2 separate regions of the Mus musculus genome follow, and region 1 is linked to region 2. The links are chromatin contacts, called in public HiCAR-type maps. All regions are on one chromosome and are shown on one strand. Each heading gives the region's core, a stretch centred on a gene start, on an enhancer-like site or on the middle of the called end of the contact. The rest is flanking DNA. Distances are from core to core; before and after follow the strand shown. Region 1 holds the start of Smarcd2 (SWI/SNF related, matrix associated, actin dependent regulator of chromatin, subfamily d, member 2). Region 2 holds the start of Tlk2 (tousled-like kinase 2 (Arabidopsis)).

Region 1 (6,935 bases), core at 604-3,103, 1.1 Mb after region 2:
AAAAAAAAAAGAAATCTGATTCCTGGGTGGAATATGCATACATCATGAAGATCTATTTCTGAGACTTCTACCTAGAGACACCAGCAGGGGACAGAGCAAGCTACAGTGCACACCTCTCACCTCTCTGGCACATAGGTTGAGAGACATATGGCCTTGTCAGGAACCTGAGGGATAAGGAAAGAGAGGTTGGGCGTGATAGTGTGTGACTGTAATGCCAGACACTTGAGAGAAAAGAGTTCAAGGTGGGCTTTGGCTACACAGCCAGCCTGGACTATATGAGACCCTGTATCAAAAAGCAAGTAACAAAAGTGACAAGGATGTGGGAGAAGGATGGGCACAATCCCCAGGAAAGGAGGTGCAGCTCCCTGATACAGCAATCGTCTGCCACGTGCAAAGCCCTGCCTGGATTCCATGCTCAGCACCAAAATGCAAAAGCAAAACAAAATTCCCAAACATTCTGGAGCCACTTGAACCAGAGCTCTGGGGAATGAGGAGCGCCACATGCAGAATCAGGCTGAGTTCCCAATGCACTGACCACGGGTCCTGTCTCTGCTTGTCAATGGCCTTTGATGCTGCAACCTGAGACAGCTCTCTGCCAAGACAGAAGGGTCAGGGCAGTACCCTGTGCAGCCCAAGACCAGCAGGACTCCACAAAGCCTCCCTGCTCCTCCAAACTTTACTGGACACTGGCATCAAGAAGGAAAGCCCCGTACAGAGGATATCTTGAATGGTCTGTTAATGGGATCGGGCCTTCTTCAGACCTGGACACAGCTATTTCTAATCTATCCTGGAGTTATCTGGGCCCAATCTCTTTAGTCTCCCATTTCGTAGGAAGCCTGGCTTCCTTCCTCCTCAACTTGAGCAGCTGGGAGCCATCTCAGACATACTAACGCTCTGCCAGTTCCCAACTAGGAAGAAAAAAAAAAAAAAAAAGAAAGAAAGAAAGCCAAGGCAGAGATGCAGTGGGACCGAGGCCAAAGAAAGAGTAACCCTGTTTTCTCACTAACGACCCTCTTCCAAATTTTCCTCACCACATCCCGGGTCACTCCCTCACCTCCACTCCGGGACCTGTCTTACACTTTCAACCTGATTGCCCACAATTCTCTAGATCTCACGAAGCCTCCATCTCTAAGTTACTCGGAGCCAAGAAGCCCCGGGACTCCTCTAACTGCTCAAGCCCTCCACCGCAGAGGGCTTTCACCCTTTCCCCAACACTGCCTCCAACCCCGAGCCACTAACCAAGGGACTCTGGCCTGCCCGCCACCAGCCCTCGACAGTTCCTCCTGCAGTGTCCCCTGGGCCGCCTGTCCTCACCTGAGGCCCCAGGGAGACCGACACAGCGCCCTCGCGGCGCCGCTCGCCTGCCCTCCTCACCTGGTACTGCGCCGCGGGGCCAGCGGGGCCCATGGGGCGGAAGGCGGCGGCCCCCGGTACCCCCATGCCTCCAGAAGGCCCCGGGCCCCTGAGCGCCGGGCTGGGCAGCATTCCGGGTCCCGCAGGCGGAGGCGGCGCACCAAGGGCCGCGGCAACGGCGCCGCCGCCGGGGCTCAGCGGAGGCAGCGGGAACCCGCCCGCGCCACGGCCGGACATCACTCTGTCCCGTCCCGCGGTGCAGCGATCCGGCCTCCGGTCTCCGTGTTGAGTCCGCTCCGCGAGCTACGTTCCGCGATCCGGGACTTCCCGATTTTACTACCGGGTTCCGGGATCTTCTACTCCAAGTTCGCAAGTTCTTTGCAGCCCGGCTTTAGGATCCCGCGGCCCCTCTGACTCCGCTCCTGCCAGGGATACTCCAGATCCGGGATGTGCCGCGAGCCCGCAGGCCTCTCCCGGCCTCCGGAGGTTTGATCGCCGGAGTCCAGTTACCCAGAGGCGGTTACGAACTCCCAGCCCCGCCCAACCTAGACCCTGCAGGCCCCGCCCCTGCCCGGCAACCCAATCGAGAATGCCTCTTTAAATCCCGCCCTCGCGAGACCCGCCTCAAACCAGCACCTCCCATAACTGACGGCCTTAGAGCCCCGCCCTTGGGGGAGGCGGCCTTTTCCCGGAGGAGCGGGAGCGGAAGCTGCACGCGGAAGCGCGGAGGAGAAAGGCGTGGGGTCAGAGTTCGAAGGTCGCGTAGGGCCGTCCGAACTGTTAGGTGTTTGCTGTTTGCTCCGTAGTGCTGCTGCCTCGGCGAGATCCCCGATATGGCCCATCCAAAACAGTTCCGTCAATTCTGCGTCTTCAAGCCTTAAAAATAAGCGATCCGCGGCGGGAAAGCCGCCAACCACTTTTTAAGAGCCCATCTCGGGGCCGGTGGCATAAGGCACCCCACACCCACCCACCCATCTACCCCCAGAAGCCTGTATTGGTTGCTCCGCGCTTCCAAGGACATGGGCGGCCCCAGACGTGACCCAGCTGAGTGAAAGCTTGGCTTGGCCCAACTCCGAGTACTTAACTGCACTAACTTGCCCGTGCCTTTCTTTAAGGAAGCCTGGTAATTCGCAGAAAATGTTTTTAGGTGAAGGGATTTTGCATGCTGAGAGAACTCCAGGTACTGAAATAAGTTTTATCCAGTTTGTATAGGACTTAGTTTTGAAAAGTTGAGAATCAGCCGGGCGTGGTGGCAAACGCCTTTAATCCCAGCACTTGGGAGGCGGAGGCAGGTGGATTTCTGAGTTCAAGGCCAGCCTGGTCTACAAAGTGAGTTTTAGGACAGTCAGGACTACACAGAGAAACCCCGTCTCGAAAAACCAAAAAAGAAAAGAAAAGTTGAGAACCTTTTCAGAAACCACTGGCTTCGGCTATGTTATAGACCTACCCTCTGTCAATGTGGTATCTCCTACCCACGGTATAGAATAGTGCTACTTAACTAGGCACTGAAAATCCTCAGAATCAGGTTGGGGGTGTAACTCAGGTTATAGCGTGCACAAAGCCCTGGGCTTGAACCCCAGACTGCATCAACTACATGGTGGTGCATCCTCAAAATCCCAGCACACAGGAGGAGGCAGGTGGGCCAGAAGTTCAGGATGGTTCTCAGCTGCATCACCAGTTGATTCTACAGGAGACCCTATATCAGAAGAAAGCCGAGCTTTTTGTTAAAATGTGGTTTATGGTTCAATGAAATGGGGGCAGGGTACAAGATTCTGTATTTCTTTTTTGGTTTTTCAAGATAGGATTTCTTTGTGCAGCCCTGGATGTCCTGGAACTAGGTCTGTAGACCAGGCTGGCCAAAGATGACATAGGCTTTGGTCTTTTGACTAAACTGCTTTTGTTAACTTGTCCAATAAAGAGTTGTCCTGTAGGTGGGTTGATCTCACTTGTGTGCCACAAAGCTTTTGAGCTTTCAGAGATGGTAGCAGGTCCCAAAAATGTCAGGGAAGCAGGGTCTCGAGACCAAAGCCAGCATGAATTACTTATATGAAAAGTAAGGTCTGGATCAGTTACCTAAGACTGTCTGGGCAGAGTGAAGGCTCAGTTACCTAAGAACTAGACCTCCTGGGCAGAGAGAATGGGGGAGGGGGGTCTGTCTCCAGAAAGGCACCTTCAAGTGACTTTGGTTCAGAGCACCTGTTTAGTGGAAGCCATTTGAAAATTAAAGCCCTGAAAGTGCACAAACACACACACACACACACACACACACACACACAACTCTTCTGTGATCACAGTCTTTACATACATAATCTAACAGGCAATCTAAAGTATAGAATCTGCAGACAGTGGAGGGACCAGAGCTGATGTAAAAGAACATGGAATTAGGTCCTAGGAGCTCAGCTTCCCATCCTGGAACATCCCAAGAAACTTCATTTAATTGGCTTCTGGGGCTGCAGTGACAAAGGCTTGGCAAAGAGGAGCTTATGAAGTCTGGAAAGGCTCTTTTGGAAGGAAAAAATGACTTGTAACGTTTACAGCTTTGCTTGGGTTCTGCCATCAGTGTTTGCCAGATGTTTTCTTCTACTCCTAAGCTAGCGTGTCATATCGGCTTCTTTGCTCTGGACTGGGGAATATAACGGCGTTGGCAGTGTGCTCGCCTAGCATGCGTGGAGCCCTGCCTCCCATCCCTAGCACCACATAAAGCTGGGTGTGGTCATGCATGCCTGTAATCTCAGCACTTGGGAGGTGAAGGCCAGAGAAGTGGAAGGTCAGTTTCATTATTGGCTACAGTGTACATAATAAGATCCTGTCTCCAGAAGGTGGGGGAGGGGCTCCTTTGTTCAAAGAGCAGGAAAGCTAAGCCTGCATGAACTGGCCTGTGAATCTTCTGTGGGGTCAGCCAAGTTTGACTTGCTGCTCTGTAGAGCCAAGGCTTGCTGTTATGGTCCTAGTGTTTTCTTTATATCATGTAACAGCATCAGTGTCTGACAACAGAGAATCAGATAATGCACATGAAACAGTGTTACATGGTCAGTAAAAAGGATGCTGCAGGGATGGAGACATAGCTCATACATTAAAGCTGTTTTCCGGTGATATTGGCTATTTTTCTATTGCTGTGACAAAATGTGATGACCAAAGCAATTTAGAAAAGGAAACACTTAAACTGCATGTGGGGGGTGCAGACTTTTGGTCCCAGCACTCAAGAGACAGAGGCAAGTGGATCTCTGTGAGCTCAAGGCCAGCCTGGTCTACAAAGCCGTGTTGCACAAAGACACCCCGTCTTTAAAAACAAACAAACAAACAAAACCCATTTAATTGGCCTTATGGTTTCGAAGGGTTAGAGTCCATGCTAGGGGTAAAAGGCAAGGTGGTGACAACAGCTTAGAGCTTTCTCTTTCTCGACACCACCGTCATCTTCCACCCCCACCCCCATTCTGAATCACGTACTTCTGTTTTCCCAAATCTTTCCTAGCTCCTCAGCATGTCTTCCACCCCATCCAACTGGCTTCCTGCATGGGCCACCCTAGCCAATCCTCTGGCATTTCTTTTCCCCGAGAAAGCAAATCAGAACACTTCCATCCACGAACCCGAGTGTCCTCACTTATCTTCATCAGGGGACTTCAGAATGTAGCTCTCTGGGCTTCTCAGAACTCTCAGGGACTCTGAGCTGAGTCTGAGATAGGAGAGGCGCTTCCACCTTCCCTTCCATCCCGACTTTGGGAACAGCCCTGCTTTGCTGTATCACGCGATCGCAGGATTGCCTGTAAAGGACCCCACCGCTCTACATAGTCTAAACGCCGGTAACTTTTGGGAAAGCCTGTCTAAAGAGCTTAGTGCGGCATGGTTGACTTTACTGTCTGTCCCCACCTAGCTTATTGTCTACCAACAGCCCAAGTATCAAGGCATGACCTTGCACTGGTATTTCTCTTGCCACCAGCTCCCATAAGCAAGGGTTATGGGTCTGCATCACCAAGCCTCGCTCAGTAGCGATTGTCTAGAGACAAATCCGCACTCCTTTCGAAGCAGGAGATGGCTTCCCTACTCTTCTTCCGAAGCACCCAGCTTTTTAAGCTATTTGTTCACGCTTCTCCTCTCAGCCAATCCTGTTAAGAGGCAGAGTAAGCGTCACGAGTTTCTGGGCAGATCAGGGGACTTCGGCGCAGCACAGGCGCACAGCGCCCCTTACAGGAGCACGGACTCAACGGTTGCCGCACGTGGTGGTTTCGAGCGCGTTGGCGATGTCGCTGTTCAGTCTGAGGTCCCCAAGCATCGAGGAAGGTTCGGCAGTGAGGCAAGAGGGGCAAGACGACCGCTTTGACTCAGTGAGGATTTGGGTCCTATTTGGTTTGCTTGGATTTATGTCGGTTTGTACTTGTGAAATCCAGGAGAGGATCAGCTAGCAGGTGGGGGAGTTAGCCAACACGCCTGGAAGTATTTGGTTCCCATCTATTTCCAAGTGTTTTAAATACTGCCGTTAAATGCCTTCAGACTCAACTGTATGCACGCCACTTTCCCAGCGAAGGCTGGCCTTTTGATCCCCCATCCAAGTGTTCCTTCCCACAAGTATTAGTTTATATTTCCTTTGGTTCCACCATTGGTAATTGCTATAACCGTTCCAGTCTGTAGGAACCCATCAGTGGCTAAAACAAGGGACCCTTCCTTCATGGTGTTTATAGTGCAAGGAAGACAGACACAGCCTTTTTTCTTTTTCTTTTTTTCTTTCTTTTTTTTTTTTTTTTTGGTTTTGGTTTTGGTTTTTCGAGACAGGGTTTCTCTGTGTAGCCTTGGCTATCTTGGAACTCACTTTGTAGACCAGGCTGACCTCAAACTCAGAAATCCGCCTGCCTCTGCCTCCCAAGTGCTGGGGTTAAAGGCATGTGCCACCATGCCTGGCCGGACACAGCCTTTTAGTTCAGGGAAGAGAGGCACAGCGGAAACTTGGAAAAATGTTCCTGGCATACCACCACCACCACCACCACAAGCCATTGGCAAGAGAGATCTTTATTCAGTGGCCAAAGATGCTTCTCAATTCAGAGCTGGCTGACAGTAGTGGTCATGTTTTCTGAGACAAAGTCAGGACTTTCCAGGACTCAGGGTTAGGCAGTGCTGTCCCTTTTTGCTAATTTCATGGACTGATGATTGTAGTCACCACTGCTGTAGGTGACTTTAAAGGGGGGTGGGCTCTAGGTCAAGTTAACCCCGTATTATCCTTTTGAACCAAAGTGTTTTCAAATGGTCCCATATATCTGCATGCAACACTGTCTGAAGACAGAGGCAGGCCTCTTTATTCTCTCCAATCACTCATCCAAGGCTGGATTGAAGAGTGCTTTCAGTCTTCAGGATGTTTAGAAAAAAAAAAAAAAAAGTAACCCAGGCAACCATTCTTAACTGTGGTCAGTTGCAATCTATAACTGGAAGACCAACACTGCATTGCTACACTGTGTGACCTTCACAGTGAGTAGCTTTTTAAGTTAACAGAGAACAACTGAAATTAGGGGGAGTTATTTAGGTTCTCTCCGTGGTAACACTTACAGGGCATGGCCACCGTAAATGTGTTAGAGGTGATGTGTAGGATAGGAAAG
Region 2 (7,482 bases), core at 899-3,398:
ACTGCTTGCCTAGCTTATAATTAATCCTAGCTCTTGGAAAGCAGGAGCAGGAGGACCAGAAGTTTGACAGTATCTTCAGCCAGTGGGAGATCTAGGTTAGCCTCAGCTATACATTAGACCTTTTATCAAAACAAAAAGCTGAAAATGGGACCTGTGGTCTAGAAAGGGCACTGGGAATCCTCTAGCTCTAGCACAAGGTTGGTGAAACTTGAAACGATTAGATAATTGGCCCAGACAACTTGTTTGTGGACCAGCTGGAAGAACTCAGTTTCAACTGTCCATTTCTCTTTCTCTTCTGGTCTCCTCTCCTAATTTATGACACTCTAGTGTTATTTAAGGAGTTATTTTTAGGCTGTGTATAGTGGCTGCATGCCTGTAATCCCAGAACTCTGAAAGAGGTCGAAGGACCCACCACCTAAGGCCAGCCCATGCTGCATAGTCAGTTGCAGGCCATATTCTTTTCAGATTTATTTTTAATTATGTCTGTGTGTGCACATGAACGCACTGTCCATGGAAGCCTTACGGGTGTAGATGTTTTGGAGCAAACCCAAGAACAGTGCCAATCTTAACCACGGAGTCATCTCTCCAGGCCCCTTTCTTTTGGTCTTAAGATACCCAGGCTGGCAATCTTGTTTCATCTCAGTCTCCCAAGTTATGGGAATGTGGGTGTTATTTTCTTGATCTCACTATAATCAAAGAACTGTCTTTGTTTTCCCACTGTGCAGACTTGAGGAGCCACAGTGCACTCCTTTTGTTCATCATTTTCATGCTTGAGACTGACTGCATTCTGGGGGCTCCTCCTTGCCCCCTTTCCCTACCCTTTGCTCCTGACTTGCTCTTCCCCTCTTCCCTTCAAAACGTTCATCTTTCCAAGCAGCCTGGGATCTGGAAGATGACTCCCAATTTGAGTTTTTCTACTTGAGTTCTGAAGGATGGAGAATGTACAAAAAGGAATTATCATCCTTTGCCCATTTGGCAGGTCTCTGTCCAGTCAATATGTGGAAAAATTAATAATAACAGAATTCTACTTTGGAGTACTTGCCAACGCCTGGAAAAGTTCAAGCCGGCTGTGTAAAAGCTTGAATGTTTCTCTTGTGATTCCCTTGTAGTCCTTCAGACACGTTCAGACATCTGGTCAAGGAAGCATCAGAAGAAAACAAAAAGCTGAGTCGTTACTTTGAAGTCCGTGTCTTGGCTCGTGAAACTAGGTGAAGAAAGTGACTTTTTCCCCCTTTGGCGCTGGGGTCAGAGGTGGAACCCTTTCCCATGCAGGAAAGCCCTCCTGTCGCAGGCGCTCACCCTCTCAGCAGACACTCTGAAGAGCAGGCCCCCAGCACCCCAGGAGGGCCATCTTGTCACCGGAGGTTAAGATGGAACCTCCCCCTAGGTGCTTTGAGAGAGTTCCCCGGGGGGCGGGTAGCGACCTCCGCTCTGGAGGGGGGCATGCTGGTGAGGGCTCGGCTGTGATCCCAGGACACCTTTGTCCCTGGAGACGCCAGGCCAGTCAGGTACGTGGAAGGCGAGAGCCGCCGGCCGGCTTTCCGTGCCTGTGGCGTGGCGTGGCGTGGCGTGGGGTCTGGGGACGTGGACCATGGCTGCGGGGGATGGCCGGCTGGCGGACATCGGGTGGGCACCGCGAACTCAGTGACACCCCTTGCCCCGCTCCCGGGCTCTCTCCTCGGATCCATCGCTGGGCAGAGCAACCTCTTTCCTCACCCCAAAAAATGTGTGTAGATGAGAGGCAGGGCGAGCGCGGCAGTCCCGCCGGGTCGCCGCTCCGACGCTGCTCCGCGGCCTGAGGCGCAGCCCAACCGTCGGCCTCCGACTCTGTCTCCACAAAGGCGGGCTCCCGAGGCTCCGGCCCCGGCCGCTTACCCGGCGCCCCCGAGCCGACCAACCACCCCTCACGTCGCAGGCGGGGCCGCAAGCGCCGCCAGCCGCCCGCCCTCAGCAGCCCTGTCAGGCGCGGCCTGTTCCGCCGGTGCGGGGTCCCCTGGTTAACCCCTGCCCGCCAGCGCGGCCGCTGATTGGAGGAGGCGGAGCTCCGGGGGCAGCAGCGACCCTCCCCCCAACACCTTTCCCGTCCCCTCCCCCACGGCCGGCACTACCTCCCCCCCACCCCAGGAACACCCCCCCCCCGTGCCTCCCAGCCGTGCAAATCTCGCGAGGAAACACGCGGTTTCACTAGTGTGTTTACACCGATCACTACTAATCCGGACCGAACCGATCCGGATTAAGGGGCCGGAGGCGGGTCCTGGGCACTAGCGGTTCCGACCCCCCCCCCATCCCGCCCTCCGCGCCGCACCCGAGTGGCCCCCAGCCGAGCGGGCCCCCACTTCTCGGCCCGACCCAGACCCTTCTGCGCCTCCCTTGGCCTTTGTCCGGCGCCAGGAGGCCGGCCCCGCGCCCCCCGGCGGCCGCCCGGGCCCGGGCCCGCGTCAGCCGCCTGGCTCCGTACGCGAGCTCGGGGATCTGCGGCCTCCGTGGCCCCCCTCCCCCGCCCGCCCTGTCGTGGAGCCCGGCGCCGCCGGCGGCTGCCCGGGCGGGGGGTTGCGGCGCTCAGGAGAGGCCCCGGCTCCGCCCCGGGCCTGCCCAGGGGGAGAGCGGAGCGGTCAGCAGCCGGGTCGGGTCGGGGCCCCTCCCGAGAGGAGAGTGGAGCGGCAGCGGCGGCAGGTGAGAAGCTCAGCCCCTGGACGTGGAAGGGCGCCGGGGCCTGGGGTATTAACCGTCCCGGGGGCCCCACTCCAGGGCCCGAGGAGGCTGCGACCCGGGCCGGCGTCGTGCCGCAGCTCCTGGGCGCCGAGGCGGGAGGTGCTCCCCGAGGGCTGCGGGGTCGCCGAGGGGCCGGGCCGAAGATGGACCAGGCCCAGGCCTGGGAGTGTGGCGGTCGGCCTGCCGGGAGAGGCGACTCCGGGGAGCTGGAGGCCTCGGCAGCCTACGGGGCGCCCCCGAGAGCTGTCCCTCGCTCCGTCCGTGACAGGTGGGCCCGGAGTTGGGGAAAGTTTGGAGCCGGCGAGGGGCGCCGGGACCAGGCCCCATCGGTCCTGCTTCCCGGCTTGGGGCCATTGGGAGGATCCCGGTCCAAAGCCCCTCTGGAAAGAGATGGGGTGGGTATTTTCTGATCATGAGTTGACATTAAATGGGGTAACTGCTAGGGCCTCATTTTCTGGGCCAGGCCTGGGGATGGAGGGTTGGGAAATGTTTCCAGAGACCTTGGGATTGGGGAGAGACTGCATTGTAACCTCTGCCTTTCCGACCTCGATTATTAGGGCAGGACAAGTAGTGAGCAAGGCCACCTACCTACTTAGGGAAAACTCGGTTTTCTTCTCAGTCTTTTTTTTTTTTTTTTAAGATGCCTTTCTACCATTCTAACAGTTTCCTAATTCCTTACTTGTGTGTGTGAGTGAAACTTGAATTCGTCACCTTTTCATTCCCCTTTGCTCCAGGCATTCAGTCCAGGAAGGGAAATGAAAGTTAGGACGGGTGTAGGGGATGTTACTGGAAATTATGGAGCTGTTAGATTGCAGAGAAGGTTTGATTCCTTTTTCAGTGAACTTTAATACAAATTTCTGCCAATCACTCCAGGAGTGCCTCCAGTAACTCTGGAATACTAGAATGTTTGAAGGGTTCCTATGTTATGATGCATGCTCTTTTTCTATTCTCAATATTGAAGAACTTTTTAATGGATGATGCAAGAGTACTTTCTCCCATCGGATGGACAAACTTGCTCATAGCATCTACATTAATTGGTCAGGAAAAGAGTTTAAAAATGGTGCCCTCCTGCTCCTCCCTGTTTGGGAGGAGTGCAAGCAGGTACCCAGAGTGGAGAGGAAACTACTGTTCCATGGAGTGGTCAGAAAAAGATTTTGTAAAGGAATTGTTACAGTTACATCAATTTCCTGAGTGAATGTAGGTTGATGGTTTATGTTGGGTTCTACATTACATTTACCATGAAAGAATTCCATTTTTCACTAGCTACTGTGAGCTATTCAGAGAAAGGAGCTATATACAGTAGGGCTTCTTGACGTTATTTGCAGCTTCTGATTCACTCTGGATTCACTTGAAATTATTAAATGACTCATATTTTTAGCTTAACTAGTTCTTATGTGTTTGGGAAAGAAATCTCTAGAAGTACTTAGATTGAAAGGTATCTGACAGGAGTTTTCTATTTGTAAGTTTGCCCTTGTTCTACCCTTCTGCTTAACTTTTACAGAGTTTATATGAAGAGTTTCTTTCTTTTTTTTTTTAAAGATTTATTTATTTATTATATGTAAGTACACTGTAGCTGTCTTCAGACACTCCAGAAGAGGGAGTGTCAGATCTTGTTACAGATGGTTGTGAACCACCATGTGGTTGCTGGGATTTGAACTCTGGACCTTCGGAAGAGCAGTCGGGTGCTCTTACCCACTGAGCCATCTCACCAGCCCCTTTATTTCTTTTTATTTACTTTTTTTTGTAATTTTTTTTTTTAAATTTATGTAGCCCTAGGTGGTCTTGAGTTTGCTGTGTGTAGACCAGGCTGCCCTTAAATTTGTGTCTGTCTGCTACTTATACCTCTTGAATGTTAGGATTATTACGGGGGGTAGACTTCCATACCTCCCTCCCCCTATAAAGACCAAATTAGAATTCAGGAAAAGTAGAAACGATCCTCGTAGGTGAGAACTTGAACTGCTACGGAATCTTAGATAACTGTTGATGACATCAGATAACTTATAGCACTTGAATGTGTATTTCCTTGAGGTTTACAAAATTACTGTGTGTTTTGTTTTACACAAAACTTTTTTCTTTTCAGTTAGTTTTCATGGCTTCTTGTCCCTCTTTCTTTTTCTGTAGAAATGATGGAAGAACTGCATAGCCTGGACCCACGAAGGCAGGAATTACTAGAGGCCAGGTTCACTGGAGTTGGTGTAAGTAAGGTGAGTTATTCAGCGATAATGAGCATTTCAGAGGATAACTTCAACACATTTAGGAGTTGCACAGAAGAGTTTCTGTGCTAGAAAACAGACTGATAGGTTGCAGGGGAGATTTGTCACGGGGTCCAGTGAACTTTGAGAATCCGCCAGTCATTCCTGTAGTCTATTTAAGTGTTTGTTGGGAGACTGTGCTTCTGTTAAGGGCAGAGCTTTCCTGAGGGGCTTGCTGCAAGACTACTGTTAAGATTGTGGATCTAGATTCTGTTTCATTGTCCGTTAAAACTTCTCAGCCACTCAGGAAGAAAAAGGCATTGTATAGCGTTCATACACTGGCTCTGTTGGGTGGTTACGTGACGGAGAACTGATGAATTGGCTGAGGTCTGCTACCTCTCCATATCTGCAGATGGCAGGCAGAGTCCTCCTGGTTGTATCCGCAGACTGCCTTTTCATTCTTCTTAATTTCTACTAGTGGTTTTCTTCTTTTAATTAATTAATTTACTTATTTTATGAGTATTTGCCTGCATCTGAGTATGTATGTACTTGGTGTGCATGTTTGGTGCCTGCAGAGGCCAGAAGGGGGCATCACATGCTCTGGAACTGGGTTTAGATGGGTGAACTGCCATGTGGGTCCTGGGAACTGACCCTCGTCCTCTGAGAGCGCTGTGCTCTTCTCTGCTGCACTGCCTGTCTAGCTTCTCACTGTTGCCATTTTGTGGAAGTGTAAACTGAAATCAAGCCCACCTCACTGGGCAGGTGGGATGTTGATAAGATAACACTATTCTGGCCTTCCGTGTTTTTCGGTACCTGCCTGTTTACCCCTCTGTTCTCACAGGACGGTTTTAGTGCATTATGTCTGTCAATAATGTTTTATTTAGGAGCTTTGCCCAATGATCCAAGGTTGTCTTATTACTTGAGCGTGAGATAAGTCATGTCTGCATTTTGATGTATAATATATATAATGGATTCCTGTCTTTTTCAAAAAATGCTATATCTTACAGGAATATGATATTAATTTCATGCTCTGGCTAGTTGTTTCCTCAAGGAGGAGTATGTTAGGTTTATTATGCTTGGAAAACCTAGCTTCTTGGAATAACTTGGTAGTTTTTTTTGTTGTTGTTTTTTGTTTTTTGTTTTGGTTTTTCGAGACAGGGTTTCTCTGTATAGCCCTGGCTGTCCTAGAACTCACTTTGTAGACCAGGCTGGTCTCGAACTCAGAGATCCACCTGCCTCTGCCTCCCGAGTGCTGGGATTAAAGGCGTGCGCCACCACGCCTGGCTTGCCTTGGTAGTTTTTATTTACTTGAAAAGTACATAGTACCTACAGTACACTGGGCATTGTATATGTGTTGTTGATAATACCTCTGTATTGAGCTTTGGTAGTTCTTTAATTTTTGTTTTGTTTTTAAAATGTGTAACCTAGGTTGGTCAGTGATTTGTGATTGCCCTGTCTCAGGCTGGTAAGTGCTGGGAATACAGGTGTCCACCGCCATACCCAGATGTACATTATGTTCATGAATGCTTTGTTTCTTCAGCTACTCTAGTAACTGACTTTGGTTGCACTTTAGAGCAACTGTACCTCTGATCATTACATACTGAAGATAAACAAGTAGACATAAATTATTTGTTCAAAGGAATATTTTGAGTACTTTGAAAGAAGTGTGCTGTGCTATTTGAATATTAAGTCAATATCTGGTCCAATGATGACACGTTTCTTTAGCCTGGCCTAGAACTCCTTGTTCTTCCCATCTCAGTTTCCTAGGTGCTGGGGCTATAGGTGTGAGTAACTGTACTAGGTCTTGTTTATAACCATTGACTGATGTTTGTGGTATAAAGGGTCAAACCCAGGGTCTGCACTTGCTAAGCAAGCACCTTACCATTGAACCTTACTTTATATGTCTAGTCACTTGGGGTTTTGGTGGGGTTTTTGTTTTTTAAGATGGTCTCACTTTGTAGCCCTACTACTCAGGTGCTGGGATTAAAGGCATGTGTCACTACACCTATCCAGCCCTTCTTAATTTTTTGTTTTAATTTTTTTTAAAGATTTATTTATTATTATATCTAAGTACACTGTAGCTGTCTTCAGACACACCAGAAGAGGGCGTTGGATCTCATTACGGATGGTTGTGAGCTACCATGTGGTTGCTGGGATTTGAACTCAGGACCTTCGGAAAAGCAGTTGGTGCTCTTAACCACTGAGCCATCTCTCCATCCCTTGTTTTAATTTTTTTATTGAGATAGAGTCTTTTCCAGGATAGCTTTGAGCTTGCTCTATAGCCCAGGCAGACATTGAACCAGTGATCTTCCCACCTTAGCATCTTGAGTGTTGGGAAATACACTGTTGTCTTTTCCCTTGGCAATTCTGCATAAAACTCATGCCTTTAACTACTTTATTTTAGAGACAGGATCATATTATGCAGCCTAGCCTGGTCTGGAACTTAATTGAGGCTGGTCTCAAACTCATGGTCCTTTTGTTTCTCTCAAAGTGCTAGAATTATAGGTGTGTTCAGCTAAAACTCATAATTAAATCTATTTACATAGTTTCCTACTACGAAAGTTTATATTCAAACTGC

Evidence for each region. HiCAR-type assays count read pairs that join an accessible place to other places.
Region 1: a contact with region 2 is called in a HiCAR-type map of astrocytes, with 2.2 times the contacts expected there. The contact joins the promoter of Smarcd2 here to the promoter of Tlk2 in region 2. A contact is called at or near these places in 1 of 484 Hi-C or Micro-C datasets (embryonic stem cells) and 1 of 115 datasets of contacts at active chromatin or transcription factors (astrocytes).

What each region holds. Positions count from the first base shown.
Region 1 is chr11:106,271,119-106,278,053 of GRCm38.p6, forward strand. It overlaps Smarcd2 (SWI/SNF related, matrix associated, actin dependent regulator of chromatin, subfamily d, member 2), which reads right to left and starts at 1,854. Exons shown (of 13, transcript NM_001130187.1): 1 at 1,375-1,854. The coding sequence starts at 1,590. It overlaps Tcam1 (testicular cell adhesion molecule 1), which reads left to right and starts at 5,604. Exons shown (of 8, transcript NM_001379686.1): 1 at 5,604-5,675.
Region 2 is chr11:105,179,379-105,186,860 of GRCm38.p6, forward strand. Tlk2 (tousled-like kinase 2 (Arabidopsis)) reads left to right here and starts at 2,149. Exons shown (of 22, transcript NM_001112705.2): 1 at 2,149-2,673; 2 at 4,834-4,916. The coding sequence starts at 4,836. It overlaps 1700052K11Rik (RIKEN cDNA 1700052K11 gene), which reads right to left and starts at 2,055. Exons shown (of 1, transcript NR_027956.1): 1 at 1-2,055.